2 separate regions of the Oryctolagus cuniculus genome follow, and region 1 is linked to region 2. Evidence: chromatin contacts called from public Micro-C data. All regions are on one chromosome and are shown on one strand. Each heading gives the region's core, a stretch centred on a gene start, on an enhancer-like site or on the middle of the called end of the contact. The rest is flanking DNA. Distances are from core to core; before and after follow the strand shown.

Region 1 (4,828 bases), core at 1,012-3,511, 290 kb after region 2:
GACAGAAAAAACAATGTATTTTCAATATGGCCTTTTGATAAATGTTGTACATATCAAATATGAATTATATGACCTGTCAATTCCACAAAGGTTTCTAAAACAGTGAAGTGGTGAAAGAAGGTACAGAGTCCTGTGATTTAGAGACTGGCCCGTGACCTGAAATCTCTTTCATCAGCAATTTCTAGTATGGAAGCAACCAGCAAGACATAGGTTTTATTTTTATTTTCTTTCCACATTTAAGTAATGTTTTTATTTGCACTGTAAGAATAATCAAATTAATTATATTTGTATAATAATTTTAAGGCAGCTTAAATTCTAAGACTCAGCAATTTGTTTTGGAAGCCCAGCATTCAAAGTGTTGGTGCTTCTGGCCTATGAGAGGGTTCCTAGATAACAAGACCCTTTACATTCCAATTTCCTCTCATACAACATAAAATAAGGAATATTCTGTAAATACAGTCATTTTTCTTTTGGTCCCTCTCATTGTTTATGGAAATATGCAGATGTTATTACAAAGACTGAAATGACTTCATTAACAAAGCAACACCCAATGCTTAATAAGACACTTCCTTACACGGATAAAAGAACAAAACCAGCTATGACCACCAGCAATCTAGTTTAGTCTTATTTCTAGCCTCAGTGAGGTTCTGGTCAACTCAACGTATCAAAAGTCTTAAAATGCCATTCATTTTCTTCTGTCCGATGTTCAACAAAGTAAACCTAAAACACAGCAACTCAGATTTGTTACTTCCTACACAAACGTCTTTGAAAAGAAATCCTATAACAAAGAACCCCCCCCCCCAAAAAAAGGCAAAGTTTGCAAGAATTGCCTGTCTTTAAGTCAAACATTTCCTGATAAGTGACAGAAGGCCTAGCTGCCAGAAATACACTTTGCTGATCCTAGGAACGACCAAGGCTCAAAAACAAAATCTGCCACTTCTGTATTAGAAAATTAATTTGGCTAGGGGCTAATAGAACACGACCAGCGACGTGTCTCCGCGGACGCTTGCACATAAAGGAGAAGCGCCACGGACTGAAGCTACATGCTTTTGCCTTTTTTTTTTCTTCCAGAAGAAAAGCTAATTGTTAATGGCCATGTGACATTACAGAGCCCAGAAAGGAAAAGGTGGGGGGGGGGGGAGGAGTTCAAGGCAGTTCAGGGTCAGAACAAGCTCAGGCATCCTGTCATTAGCAAACGCTCCTCCAGCTCAAGGCAAAAGACTGCTTACTCAAAAAGCAGTGGGTGAAGAGTGGGGGAAGAACGCGGGGGAAGCCACCGGAGAGGCAGTTGTGGCAGTGTGGGGGGTGCCGAGAGGGAGGGGATCTGGAGCTATCCAGCGGAGTTGGGGCGCAGAGGCATCGGGCACAAAAACGCTGAGAAAAGCGGCTGCGACCGAAAGGGCACCGGCACCCCCCCACGCCATCGGGTCTCCGGGTTTCCCACATTCCCTCCATCTCCGCTCTGGACCAACACTCGAGGTGCGACCCGCCAGCAGGCGGCTGCCCTCCCCGAGCTTTGTCTCGGCCCGCTCCCCACGCGGGGGCTCCTCCTCCTCGCTCCCCACCGCGCACAGTCCCCGCGTCTCCAAGGAGCTGCAAGCGGCGGGCCACCGCCTCCTCGCCCACCTCCCGCGGCCCCGCGCCCCTTCCCCACCCCCCACCTCCCGAGCGCTCGACCCGGGCAGCGCCGCCCGCGCCTCCCGCTCCACCTCGCGGAGGGGGAGCTTTGTGTCTCCGGGGACTTTCTGTCTCTTTCCCTCCTCCGCCCCGCGGGGAGACCGGCCTCCCCTGGAGACCAAAGGGCGACCGTGAGCCCCGGAGGCGGCGGCCAGAGGCGCCTCTCGGGAGTGCTCCCGGCAGACACCCACACCCCACCCCACCCCCCGGAAATGCCTGGGCGACCCGGGGTCCGCGCGGGACCCGACAGGTGACAGGCACACGCGAGCGAGCCCCCCGCCCCCGGCGCCCGGCGGGTCGGCTCCCAACTTCCCGGCCGGGCCTGCGCCTCCTGCGCCCCCAGCAGCGCCTCGCCCGGCCCTCCCGTCCGTCCCACGCACCTTCCCGGCCCCCCTTGGCCCGGGGTCGGCCCGGCAGCGCGGGGAAGGCGCGGCCGCCAACTCACCAGCAAGTGCGGGGACCGCCTCGGGCGAGGCGCGGAGGGAAAGCGGCTCCGCCGACGCCCGCGGCGACCGGATGCAGGTCTGGGTCCCAGCGGTCGGCAGATCCGAGGCGTCTGCGAGACGCAGGCCTCCGTCGCCGCAGCCGCCTTCCGGCTGTAGCCCAGGGTCCGGAGCCTCCGGGAGGGGCCGCGGGTGTCTCACGCGTTGCCAAGCCCCCCGGTCAACATGGCTCCCGGGCCGCCGAGTCGCGCGGGCGGCCCCCTAATCCCCTCGGAGAAACTGGGGCGGGAGCGAGGCGGACAGGCAGGCGCCGACGCCCGGCTGAGGCGGCTCGGCCGGGCGCGGGCTCCTTCTTCTCTGCTCTGGGGCCGGACCGTGGGGCGCTGAGGAGACGGCGGGCGGCCGCTTTCGGTCGCTGCGTGTGCGTCGCTTTCTCACTCGGCGGCTGCGGATTGACGCCTCCGCCTGTTCCCCGGAGGAGAGCGAGCCAGAGAGAAAAAAGACTTTTATTGAAACGATCCAACCAGCAGCGGCAGAGAAAGGCGACCGGCCGCGGGAGCTTCCCCCACCCCCGCCTGAGCCGCTCGCCGGGGGCAGCGCGACCCCTGCCGGCGGCGGCGGCGGCGGCAATGGGGGCGGAGCCGGCGGGCAGGGGGTGGGGCCTGAAGGGCGGGGCGGGGTATCCCCAGGAAACCCCCTGCCCCCAGGCGGGGGTCTGGGCTGGGGACGACCCTTCGGGAGTGAAAAAAGTAAGCAGTGGCTGTCAAGGAAGACCGGGGAAGAAATTATCTGAATAAGTCAGCCCCTTCATTTCCCACCCCCACCCCCAGCACACACAACTCTTGCTTGCAAAGATCCAAATAATTATTGTGCAAAGTATCAATGCGCCTGTTTTTGGTCCTTCTAAAAGGCTGATGTCAAAGGACCCGTGTGGATTGCTGCAAACTCTCCCTTCGTTGTGTGTGGTGAGTTGGGTACTGGTGCAGCAGTCACGCAAACACACGCAGTTTACAAGTTAAGCTACAATTTTATGTATAATACTACCAAAAATATTGGGTCCTCAGGAGGCCAGGAGGCTAACCCCAGTGAAGGATGATCAACAATTATAATTAAAAACCGGAGCGTGGTGAGAGGGAGCTACAGGTGTGCTGAGAGCACCACGGACCACCAGTGCACCTGGTTAGGTTTGTTTTCCTGGGGGAGGCGGGCTTCCACAGGTTGGCCCAGTTTCTGCAAATGTTTCTACTTTCTTCTTTCCCAGAGGTTAAAAGCTAGTTCAGGAATGAACAGCAGAGTGAAAGTGAAGACAAACTAAAGTAATACTGACCCATTTTTTCCCACTAATAAGGATAAAAGCATGAAGTGAAAACAAACTTAAACCCCTAGAGGGAGGTGATGAGAGGATTGAAAAAAAGAAAAAGAGACCGGATGCAGAAAACCTAAACAAGGAAAAAAAAAACCTTAACCACATAAAAGGCCTGTGAAGTGAGATGTAAATATTGTTCCCATTTTAACACTGGAGGTAGACAATATATTTTGAATGCAATTTCAAATCACATTATGTCCTAAGGACTTCTGACAGTTGACTTAGATTCCTGGATGAATCTCCTTAAAATACTGCCTGCTGACTTCTTTCTCTTGTTGGGCAAGTTAAATGTATCTGCTGTAACACTCAACATGTCAGTTAGATTGCTCCTGGGCCGCCAAAATGAGCAGGACCCGTAAATTAGCGGCAATTATGCTCTACACACATTTAACACTTGTTTACCATGCGGCAATGCAAATCCATATAACAAGCTTTCCTTTAGAGCAACTGTGCTTTTTAAAGAACTGATGTTTATACAGGCCTACTTATGTTGCCAAGCCTCTTCACATACTTGCCTTATTTTTAAAAATAATTGAATGATTTTTTGATCCCTTAGTAAATATTAAAAATCACCAAGAAAGAAGTTTACAAAATTACATCCTGAGTTTCAGCACCAATAATCCCCCCTTCTTATCATCGGATTGGAATTGCTGTTAGAACTATAGATTATTCCAACTGCCTCTTCTAAAGCTGTTAAAGAACACCGTCTCTGGCCGGTGCTGTGGTGTAGCAGGTAAAGCCGCCGCCTGCAGTGCCGGCATCCCATATGGGCGCTGGTTCGAGATCCGGCTGCTCAACCTCCAATCCAGCTCTCTGCTATGGCCTAGGAAAGCAGTAGAAGATGGTCCAAGTCCTTGGGCCCCTGCACCCGAATGGGAGATCCACAAGAAACTCCTGGCTCCTGGCTTTGGATCAGCTCAGCTCCGGCTGTTGCAGCCAACTTGGGGAGTGAACCAACGGATAGAACTCTCTCTTTCTCTCTCTCTCTCTCTCTCTGTGTCTCCCCTCTTCTCTCTCTGTGTGACTCTTTCAAATAAATAAATAAATCTTTAAAAAAGAGAGAGAGAACATCATCTCTTCTTCCTACATTTTTATGATCACAAATATTTCATTATTAGGATTTAATTTATTGATCTATTTGTTCTTTCAGTTAAAAATCATTTACCAACTCTACATGATGTACTAGGCTTTGAAGAGAACAAGACAATATTGCCCTGTGGAACTGTGTTAGTGAGATAATTTATAATCAGGAGGGGGTTATGAAGAAAACACAGCAGCAATGGGGGAGGGAGGTTAGCAGGGGTATACTAGGTGGTAAAACCAAGAAAGCACTGATGATCAG
Region 2 (4,722 bases), core at 367-2,866:
GCAGGGGTGGATGGCAACTGGCCACTCCAGTTCTCTGCAGTAAGTTCATCTCATCAGCAAACAATGCTGTGTGTCTGACAACCAGCCCCTAGAAGAGTCCAGGGGATGACTACCCAGCATTCTCCGAGGGTTTCCTTCCGCGTCTGCATTCACTAGAAGCTTCTGGAGCACTCCAGTTAGGGGTAGGGTTGGCAGAGGAAACACAAGGTACCCTGTTAAATTTGAATTTACAAAATAAATACTTTAAAAATCTAGTTCTTAACTGAAAATAAATATTGAATGTATTTATGGTATAGAACATGATGTTATGAAATATGTATACATTCAGAACTAATTAGCAAATGCATGACCTCACGTATTTATCATTTTTGGGTGGTGAGAACACTTTACAGCTACTCTTAGTGATTTTCGAGCATGTGATACATTGTGGTGATCAAGTCACCAAGTCACACAATGAATCTCCTGAATTATTGCTCCTGTCTAATGGGAATTTTATATGTTTTGATAAGCATCTTCCCAAATCCAGCCTCAGGAACCAACATTTAACTCTCCTTTTTGATGACTTTAAAAAAAACACCCTTTTTTCTTTTTTTATTTCAGACACACACACACAGAATCTCACATCCACTGGTTCACTTCCCAAATACTCACAACAACTTGGGCTGAGCCAGCCAAAACCAGGAACTGGGAACACCGTCAAAGTCTCCTACATGGGTGGCAGGGACTTCAGTCACTGGAGCCATCGCTGCTGCCTTCCAGGGTCTATATTGACAGGACGCTGGAGCTGGGAGCATTGAACACAGGTACTCCACTGTGGGACGTGGACATCTTAACCAGTGCATTAACCACTAGGCTAAACACCTGTCCCCAAGCTGATTTTTTGTCTGCTAAATCTGGCATCCCCACAAAGCACCCTCTGACATTCTGATGGCTGGGATTCCAGATTTTGCTTAGGTTGTGAGTTCGGAGACTGGCTGGTCTCTGGGGCTCACACTGCCGCTTCAGCTTTCTCTTCTGTGGACTATATGATAGCGCAGTTTCAAATACCACAAGCCTCAGATTCATAACAAATGGCCTTGGGCCTGGTTTTGTTTGCTGATACCCTGCTGGTGGCAGCAGTAGCCTCTAGAATTGACACCAGGTGGGAAGCAGCCTGCAGCTTCGACCCTTCCAAATGGAAACAGGCTGGGATCAGATGGCGTGTGCCGGGCTAAGCTCCACCCGGCTCCTGCAGGAGAGCTGCGTGCTGGCTGGCAGGCCTGTGTGGTAGAAAACTTCCCAAAGTGTCGCTCAGAAGTTGGCCCTTCTGGAGTTGGACATTTCCCCTGCCTTTGTCCCCCTGGGTTTTCTCACACCAATCAGGGCTCTGTGAGGAAGAAGTCACACCCCACTGGGGAGGTCTCATATAAACAGTTGGGAACTCAGCACAGCTGGGCTAAGCTGCCCTTGGCTGCAAGCTAGATGACCACTACTAATGCCTGCCTGCCTCCGTGAAGACCTATGCTCAACTACTGGACCAGAGTCAGAGAATTCTCTATTGCCTTCCAACCCCCAGAAATTATGGACATGAATTAATAAAGAGCACACTTCCACCTCAGCAAGCCCACCGTTTAGCCCCTTCGCTTCACTTGCTTGAAGACATGAAGGAGGTTGGGCGTGTGGTGCAGTAGCTAACATGACCGGGTCTGCATGGAAGTGCTTGGGTTTGAGTCCCAGCTCTGCTTCCTAGTCCAGTTTCCTGCTAATATACACCCTGAGAGGTAGCAGGTGATAGCTCAGGAACTTGGTTCTCTGCCACCCATGTGGGAGACTCAGATCGAGTTCCTGGCTCCTGACTTCAGCCCTGGCCCAGCCCTGGCTGTTGTAGGCATTTTGAGAGTCAACCAATGGGTAGTAATACCCTCTCTCTGCCTTTCATATAAGTAAAAATAAACACATTAATTAACTTAAAAATAAGGATTATAAAAAAGAAGATATGAAGGAGAAACAGAAAAAAAGTTTGGTCCTCATGGTGAGAACCACAGCCTTGACCACCCTAGCCTGAAACATTCAGACAAATCTGCTCTCACTAGGATGGCGCTCCTGTTATATAGTTCTCCCTTGATGGAGCTGTCTGCCGGACCCTCTGAAACACACAATACCTTGGCACCAGCTCAAAAAAACCAACATTCATTGCTGACTGCGTCTCCACCTAGCACCCGTCCCTAACCACCCTTCCTGGAAAATGATGGAGGAGGGGGTAGTTGGCCAGCGCCAACACCACCTGGCCCTCAGCAGCAGCCCTGGCCCCTGGCCCGGAAGCGGCCCTGGCCCCTCCACCGAAAGCTCCTCCGGGATGTGCACGGGGCTGCACATCCTTCTTCTCACAGCTTGAGCTTCCTGCAGGGCTGCGGAGTCACCTTTGTTGGCGTGGGTCTCTCTGACCTTGGATGACATGGGAAGTGGAGGCCAGTGGGTGAAACTGGGAGGCTAAGCTGTGATTTGCCACTATCCGGCCTAGGGTGGGACACATTGTCCCCGAAGAGGGAGGGTAACTTCCCACCACACCCAGCCACAGGCAGGCTTTCCAGGGGCAGTGCGCCCACCCCTTTCCCCCTCTGGCTCTGAAAATGCCTGCCTCCTACTGTGGCCCAGTTGCAGGCAGAGGTAATCTGAACTTGACCACGAAGCTAACACTCGACTCTTTGTCTTCTGCTTTGGGAAGCCTGAACTCCCTTTAGAATAGCTGGGTTTTGGGGAAGGGGGGTGGGTGTATATAAAATTCCTTTCAGAGATTTGCTCACAAAACACCGTCTTGCTGCAAACTCACAAGGACTTCAGCAGCCAGAAACCAAAATCAGACATTTGCATCCATCAATGTTTACTAATCCAGAAATCTCGTAAATGCAGCATGTTTTCCTCAAACATCGCAAACTGGAAGAGACTCTCACATTGGCCTAGTCAGACAACACCCAGCAGCCTCAGCCAGGTCCCAAGGAACAGGAATATGAGTGGAACTTGGGCCTCACAGTAGGTCCTTGAAAGATGAAACAAAGCATCCACTGACATACATAGTGAGAGAACCTAACGGTAACACAGACCTGCCTTTTTTTTTTTTTTTAAGTCTGTTTATTTGAAAGGCAGAGAGAGAGAGAGAGAGAGAGAGAGAAAGTTCATCCACTGGCTCACTCTCCAAATGCCTGCAGCGGCTGGGTCTGGGCCAGGTCAAAGCCAGGAGCTAGGGATTCCATCTGGGTGGGTGGTAGGGACCCAAGCACTTGAACCATTGCCTGCTGACTCAAAAGGGCATGCATTAGCAGGAAGCTAGATCAGAAGTGGAGGAGCTGGAGTTGAATCAGGCACTCCCATATGGGAAGCAGGTGCCCCAAGATGTGGCTTAATTCACAAACTGCAACACCCACCCACCCCAGACCTGCCTTCTTGGATGGACGCAGTGGAGTCACTGAATTTTCCACTCACACACAACTGTTTGGTACCATTCAGATTACTGAAGTGACATGGACAGGCTTTATCTTGCTGCCCTTGGGGGAGGGCCTTGTCTGTGCCACTGTCAAATTTCCCCTCAGCCTGGGACTCCCTTATGGGGCAGTCTCTGGCCCCAGCAAGCTTCTGGCTGTGCTGAAGTGTCACTGCCTCAGAGAAGCTTTCTCTGTCACCCCTGCCATCTCCTGCAGACATCTGCTTGTTCCCGTTGCTAGCAGAGCATTTACTGCACGTGGGATTTTTGTCTTCATTCGTGTGGTGATGCATTTACTGTAAGGCTCTTTTGCAGGCTACGAGCTCCTTAACAGCAGTGTTGTGGGTTGAGTTGTGTCCCTATCCCCCCATAAAATACACGTCAGGGGCCTAATCCCACCCCATACCTCAGAATGTGACCTGTTTGGGAATAGGGCCATTGCAGGTATGATCGGTTAAGAGGAAGTCAGCTTGGAGTAGAGTGAGTCCTTTTAAAGAAGTCTGCCACAAGAAGACAGAGAGGACACCATGTCTGATGAAGCTGACCTTGGGGTTATACAGCTTGGAGTTGAGGACACCACCAGAAGTTAGGAAAAGGCAAGGAAGGAGCCCCCCATCCCGCCGCCCCCGGCTCTCAGAGGGAGCACATAGCAATGGTTACTAAGGAGAACCCAGGGCAAACTGTGTAAGTTAGCAGGTGTTAGTGGTCAGGATGGTGGGAAGACAGGGAGTACAGCCTTGTCCTCGAGGATCCCACACAGCTCCGTGGTGTGACTCTCGTATTGGACAGAGTCCATTCATTCAACACAAGTGGTCCCTGCTCTTACTTAGTGTAATGAAATAGCAACTTAATGGCATGGAACAACAGATATGCCAACAACTGTCCCTTCTTGAGGAAATCAGTCAAGTATTGACAGAGGGGGTAGCCTTTGAACTACATGGTTGGCACTCTCGATCACCCTTAGCACCTGCAGTTTCAGTAAAGTGTTAAGGGTAAGCACCAAATTATCACAAGCTGAGAAAGCATCTAGTGAGGCTAAATAATCCTTCCAAACAGCTTGGCTCCAAAAGAAAACAAGAGATGAATGTTCTTTCTTCAGTCTTCCCAACTCAATGAATAGCCTCCACCTAGTTATGCAGACCAAAACCCTAGGAACAGTGGTTCCTCAGTATCCACATAGGATTGCATCCTTGGATACCAAAATCTGTAGATGCTCAAGTCCCTTGTGTAAAATGGTGCAGGATTTGCCTATAACATATGCATAT

The links. Hi-C and Micro-C count contacts between places; a contact is called where the count stands out from the background.
Region 1: a Micro-C map of ear pinna shows a contact between it and region 2, with 4 times the contacts expected there. The contact joins the promoter of CDK17 here to the enhancer-like site in region 2. A contact is called at or near these places in 3 of 6 Hi-C or Micro-C datasets (ear pinna, psoas muscle and an unstated tissue).

What each region holds. Positions count from the first base shown.
Region 1 is chr11:99,230,298-99,235,125 of mOryCun1.1, forward strand. It overlaps CDK17 (cyclin dependent kinase 17), which reads right to left and starts at 2,262. Exons shown (of 17, transcript XM_051845785.2): 1 at 2,123-2,262.
Region 2 is chr11:98,938,320-98,943,041 of mOryCun1.1, forward strand. All of the region lies in intron 2 of LOC103348382 (a long non-coding RNA gene), which reads left to right. Among named protein-coding and RNA genes, the nearest start is that of TRNAD-GUC, 37 kb to the left of the region's middle. Within about 2 kb of position 1,617, at least 5 of the 8 cell types and tissues checked have an H3K27ac peak or open chromatin away from gene starts, as enhancers often do. A contact at or near this core is called in ear pinna, where this site is marked.